Regions from separate parts of the Strix aluco genome. Here region 2 is linked to region 1. A link is a contact called in public Hi-C data. All regions are on one chromosome and are shown on one strand. The core of a region is the stretch at or near the end of the contact, and the rest is flanking DNA. Distances in the headings are between cores, read along the strand shown. Region 1 holds the start of SRSF3 (serine and arginine rich splicing factor 3). Region 2 holds the start of TBC1D22B (TBC1 domain family member 22B).

The links. Hi-C and Micro-C count contacts between places; a contact is called where the count stands out from the background.
Region 2: a Hi-C map of brain shows a contact between it and region 1, with 5 times the contacts expected there. The contact joins the promoter of TBC1D22B here to the promoter of SRSF3 in region 1. A contact is called at or near these places in 2 of 2 Hi-C or Micro-C datasets (brain and heart).

What each region holds. Positions count from the first base shown.
Region 1 is chr25:3,733,271-3,736,248 of bStrAlu1.hap1, forward strand. It overlaps SRSF3 (serine and arginine rich splicing factor 3), which reads left to right and starts at 1,440. Exons shown (of 6, transcript XM_074850506.1): 1 at 1,440-1,569; 2 at 2,370-2,577. The coding sequence starts at 2,372.
Region 2 is chr25:3,901,465-3,904,442 of bStrAlu1.hap1, forward strand. TBC1D22B (TBC1 domain family member 22B) reads left to right here and starts at 1,480. Exons shown (of 13, transcript XM_074850471.1): 1 at 1,480-1,701. The coding sequence starts at 1,646.

The DNA of each region.
Region 1 (2,978 bases), core at 190-2,689:
AAAACTTAAATCATGTTTTAAACGTACATTATGTTGATATGAGGCAGCGTCTAGTTAATGTTGTAAATCCCAGTTGAGAAGGGAGGTGAGCATGGGAAATCACCATCTCAGAGGAGTCATAAAGTGAAATGGCTGAACAGCCCCAAGTAAACTTCGAATTATTTCCTTTATGTTGCCTCAGGAAATTAACCGTCAACTAATTTAGATTACAGAATATTAGATTTCTTTAATTAAATGTGGGTGACTGTCAGATAACTGTACACATTATAAAGTTACTTTAGAGCATCAGTTACCTCAAAATCCTTTGTTTTTCTGTCCCTTGGCCAATTTTGACTCTCAGAAGGATTTTACTGAAAAGAGGTTTTTAAAAATAATGAGGGATGCTGCAAAAGATTTTGGAAAATTCTACTGGTTGTCATTAATTCCAATAATTTTTTTTTACATGCTGGTACAATTCTAGCAGACTGAGGATGCCCCATCCTCTGCATAGTTCCTGTTTGGAAAACACAGTACATGTGCATTAATTTGTACTGAAAACGCCTTATCACATATAATATTACTCAAAGTATTACTAATTATACTTGTACCAGATAAATTTGTCTTGTCTGGTCCGAGTCAAAAAGGTAAAGTCTGGATTGAACACAGCCCACAGATATGACTTTTGAAAGTTACTGCAGCAACAGCCCTGGGTGGGTTTCTCACATTATTTGATAACCTGAAACAAGAGGTTTGTTATCTAAGGCAATCCCTCTAGAGCAAGTTGTTTTTTGAACTGATATGTCCTAGCTAAATGAATCAGAGTTTAGTAAAGTACGTCAACACCACTTAACAATGCCCTCTGTAACAAATTTATCGGTTTCAAATCCTCTTGTTTTCTTGAGCGCTGAAAAAAAAAATCACTTCCCTCTTTTGTGCCTCAGTAGGCAGAAGCCCGGGCATAAATTTTACCAAAAACTATTGAGTTAACACCGGTTTGCTCAACACATTTATTTAAAGCTACTGCCCATGGGGAGAAGTTATTATTAGCGAATCCTAGCTTTTATAGATGTAAAACACTAATGACAAGGGGACGATGCTTAAAAAACCCACGGCCTGAATGTACCCCACCGGGTCAGAGAGACACGAGAAATGAAAACCTTCTTTCTCTTTGTAGCCAGCAAAACAGCCTCCCTGGGTGTGTTGTCATTTCCTGATTTCCGAGACTTGAAGTCTCTCCTCGATAATCAGTTTCTAAAGCGAAATTTTGTGCGAGAGGAGGGGAAGGGCTCGGCCTGCGGAGCCGCCTCAGGACTCCCGCCGCTGGCGGGGAGGAGGAGCCCGCCCGCCGCCGTTCGGGGCCGCGCGGAGGCGGCGGGATGAGGCGAGCTGTCAATCAGAGGAACGGCGCCCTCTGATTTGCTGCCGCGTGGAGTCACGTGGGAGCAGACTGCCAGTATATAATGGCGGGCGGGGTAGGTACCCGCCGCCATTTTGTCCAGTGAAGAAAAGCGGAGCGGGAGTCTCGTTGAGGGTCGAGTCGGCTACGAATTTAGCGCGGGCTCCCTTCGCGCGCCCTCCCTCTTAGCATCGGTGAGGATCTTCACCTCGGAGGGCGGGGGGGAGGTGGCACCCGCGGTCTCGGTCCTCGGCAGGGCGGATGGAAGCGGCGGGGCCCGGTGGCGGCAAACAAAGAGCAGCCGCCATTTTGTAAAGCTGGGCCGCGGGCGGTGGCTGCCGCTGCGCTGAGGAAAGCCGGGCGGGGAGAAGGCGGGTAGGCCACGGGTTGCCTTAAAGAGCCCGCTCGCCGCCGTTTCTCTGCGGCTGTGGCCAGTGAGGCGAGTTACGGCTGGGCGGGGGGTGGTGCGGCGCCTTTCCCGCCCGCTCCGGGGGAGCGCCGCTTCTTCACGCCGCGTATGCGGCGCTGAGGAGACGCTAGGGAGGGATTCCCCGAGCGCTCCCGGCGTGGTCTCCGCCGGAGGTGGCGCTGCTTTTCCCCCCGGCCTGTGCAGTTTCCCCTGAGTCCCGCTCCGAGAACAATGGAGCCCCGCTCCGGCGCAGCGCTCCCCCTGCAGGCCCGGCCCCCGCAGCAGCCCAGGGGCAGAGGGGCGCAGAGAAACAGCCCCATGCAAAGTTGGGGGCCTTAAAAGTAAGCGAAATTCCCTGAAGCGGTGAATTTTAATCACGGTTACGAGATAGTAGATAGCTTTTCTGTTCGTTTTTAAAACACACTCTTCCACACCCTCCACCCCTTCCACACAGGTAAATGTTTATCATGTCAGATCATATCACTGTTGTCGTTTCTGGGAAAAGGAACCAACAGAATTGCTTCCTTTGTAAATGAATAAACACTTGCTGTCTGTTAAGTATACATGAGCTTTTTTTTGTCCTAGCAATGCATCGTGACTCTTGTCCGCTGGACTGCAAGGTTTATGTGGGTAACCTTGGAAACAATGGCAACAAAACTGAATTAGAGCGAGCTTTTGGCTACTACGGACCACTGCGCAGCGTATGGGTGGCAAGAAATCCTCCTGGTTTTGCCTTTGTGGAATTTGAAGATCCACGAGATGCAGCTGATGCAGTAAGAGAACTAGATGGAAGGTAAAACGTGCTTCTTGTGTGTTTGGCTTGCCTGGTGAAAATAAGAGAAATTGTGGGTAGTGGTATAGTTTAAATTGGGAAGCTTCAACTGGCAAAACCATGGACTTGACACATTTGTTACACAATACTTATTTGTATGGTGATATAAGGCCTTAATAGTACAGGAATAGCACTGGGACAGTTAATTTTACAATTTAGAGTTGGACTCCCAAGTTAGTCATGACTTGGACCCCTTGGTGCGTATTAGTTAAATTCAAGATGGTGTTACTATAAAGAGGAGAGAGACACTCCTTGGTTCCTTCTCTGCTCGCTTTAATAGCTTGGCAAGCTTTCAGAAGCGGCCAAACCTTTTGTCTGTCCTGCTGGAGTCTGCTTTTGTCGACTGAATACCGTGTACTTTA
Region 2 (2,978 bases), core at 230-2,729, 170 kb after region 1:
CCCGAGAGCTGCTGATGGCGAGGGAAGGAGCAGGAACAGGTTGGGTCAGGGCAAAGCACCCAGGTGCCAGACCAGGCCCTGTGGTGAGGCGCCAGTGACGAGCCTGTGCCGCCCTCTGCTGGCAGCCCTGTCCGCCCAAAACAGGCTGGTTTTGCAGAAATGCACCTGCTTTTTAATTTTTCATCCCTTTTTTGAGTGCTTCCGATCCTCCTGTTTCCTGAAAGGCTCTCCAAGCCTCTCCCTGAATGCTTGGCAGGAGCCATGATCCTGCCAAGCCGGGACCTGACCCTGAGGGGATGGCGAGAGCCACCCTGGCCAGGAGGCTGAGCTGGGGGTGATAATTATCCCTTTTCCGATGACCCCCAACACCTGAGACACCCTGAGGGACAGCCAGGTCCCCTCCTGCCATTGCCCTGCCCTTTGCAAACAGGGGAAGCTGAGGCATCTCGTGAGGAACTGACTCATGTGGGGCAAGGCCATGCCGGCGGCCTGACCGTGTGAGGAGGCTGCTAATTCAGCAGGGCCCATCGCACGTTTCCCTCAGGAGCAGGACGTCCCCATGTCCCCACAGCCCGGGGACTCTGGTGACAGCAGACCCTGTCCCTCTCTGCCCACACTCGGCGCCATTAAGGCCCAGTGGCTGCTGGCCACCCCTGTGGTGAGGTTTCTCCTCAGGGCATGAGATGGATGGCAGCGCCCTGCGGGCTGGCAGGGTCCCAGTCCCATGTCACCTGGGAAGTTTGTGGGGTTTTCTGACATCTGCGGGTTTTTTTTCCCAGTTTATCCCCATTTACTCCGGAGGTGACTGCTTGTGCCTCATGGCTTGCCCCATAATGGCGGCTCCTCCCTCCCCCTCGTTGTCGTTATGAGGGGACATTTTGGCACCGGGGCTTGGCTGGGGGCTGGAAATGGCCCCAAATGGCTTTGAATCCTTGAGGGGACCATGACAGCTGCGGGTGCCAGTGAAGCCACCCCGGGGTGCCAGAGGGACCCATCTGGGTCCCGTCTCCCCTCAGTGCTGTCCCCCCCTCCCTGCCCCGCGCCCGGCTCTGTCCGCCCGCTCCCTCCTGTGGCCCTGCGGGTGGTTTAACCCGCTTCCTCCCGCCCTCTCCCGATGGTTTCGCCCAGGTGCTTGCTGGGCGTGTCTCCCCACCCCGCACCGTGAGCGGTCTCTCCCCTTCCGCAGGGCGGTTTAACCGGACCGGGCCTCCCCTCCTCAGGGTCCCCCCGGCCCAGGCAGGCACCGCCGCCTCAGCCCCGCTGTCGGCCCCGCTCCATGCGGGCTGCTCCCCCCGCCGAGGCGGGATGGGTTATTCCCTCCTCCCCCCCCTCAGATGGTCTCTCCCGCCTCACGCAGCCCCACCTCCAGCCCCGCAGACCCCGCCTCTTTTCGTGACGTCACTCCCTCCGCCCGCTCGCCATTGGCCGATCCACAGCGCCTTGCTCGACAACGGCCAATGGCGGCGCTCTCTGCGCCCGGATCCAAGATGGCGCTGCCGGGGGCTGCGGGCGGGTGGCGGTGAGGCGGCCTGCGGGGGCCACCACCTTCCTCCGCGTTCCGCCGCTGCGCCGCGGGGCCGGCCGGCCGGTGGGCTCGCTCGCTCGCTGGCTGGCCGGCCGGCCGGGCCCGCCCCTCCTTTCCGCCATGGCGGCCGAGAGCGGCAGGCAGTTCTGGAAGCGGAGCGCCAAGCTGCCGGGCAGGTGAGCGCGGGCCCGGCCCGGCCCGGCCCGGCCCTACCCCCCCCACCCCTCCTCCGGGGAAGGGGTGCAAGGGCCGCAGCTCCCCTCCCCAGCTGGGGGGCGTTGGGTAGTGGAGCTGGAGCAGCCCCTCTGCCTCGGGAAGGGGCTGTCAGGAGCACCCTGCCTGGCTGTGGGGCTGGGGCGCCTGGGGTACCCCCTGCAAGGGTGGGGGGTACCAGGGGTATCCACCCCGGCTGTGGGCCGGGGGAGCTGGCCGGGGGCCCTGGGGTTCCCCTCTGTAATAAGGGGGATGCCAAGGGCACCCCGGGCTATGGGGCAGGGGAATTCTGCTGGAGGAAATGCTCTTGTATAAGACAAGGGTAGTGCCAGGATCGTCCCCTCATCTGTAGGGCAGGGCAGGCCCTGGGGGGGACCCCTGTGGGAAGCAGGGTGGAGGGGGTCAGGGCCTCGAAGGCCCCCCTGGGGTGGCCTCAGAGCCAGGGCTGTACTACCCTCCTTTCCACAGATACTGAAGAAAGCTCATCCCTTCCTGAAGCCCTTAGAGATGTCGCCTTGGGCGGCAGCAACTCTGTCCCAAACAGGTGCACGTGCCAACGCGTGTGCCCCCTCTGTTATCCTCTCTGCGGGGTGTCACTCCTGGTCCACCTCTACTCAATACGAGGGACTGTGGGGCGCCTCTGTGTACACCTCTCTCTGGCTATGATGTCCCTGTTCCTGTCAAGGCATCCGCACTCAGCCGGGGATGGGAGAAACAAGTGAAATGTCTGATTCAAGTGGTGTTTAGGAAGAAGAGGCTGGTGGTGATGAAGGAGATGCTCCCTACGAGGCCTCTGGAGCAAGGCTCCCATGGGGACAGGGCACTCACCTCTCTGGGGAGGCTTTCACAAGTGCTGTTCCTGTCTGGTGCTCCTCACAGTTGCTCTCATTTGCCTTATCTGAACCCTGCCCTTCCCCTCCTGGTGTGCGGACGCAGTCTGAAATGCTTAGTTGGCTCTAAATCCTGCTGGGCCAGTTAAATCTCTCTTTCTAATGTGCTTTCACTCGGTTCTTTGTCACTGCGCCGGCTCCCTCAGGTTGGTGGGACAATCCAGGCCCCTGGCAAGCAAAGGGAAAGCAACGAGCGCTACGTGTTCCTCCTCTTCTGCTCGTGGGGGAAGCAAATGTTGTGCTCTCCCTGGGTCATTTTGTCTCCCAATTTGCTCCTGTCCCTCCCGTGGAGGTCACGGCCCTGCTCCCAGCTGGTGGTCTTAGACAGCATCTCTCTTCTGCAGTGGATG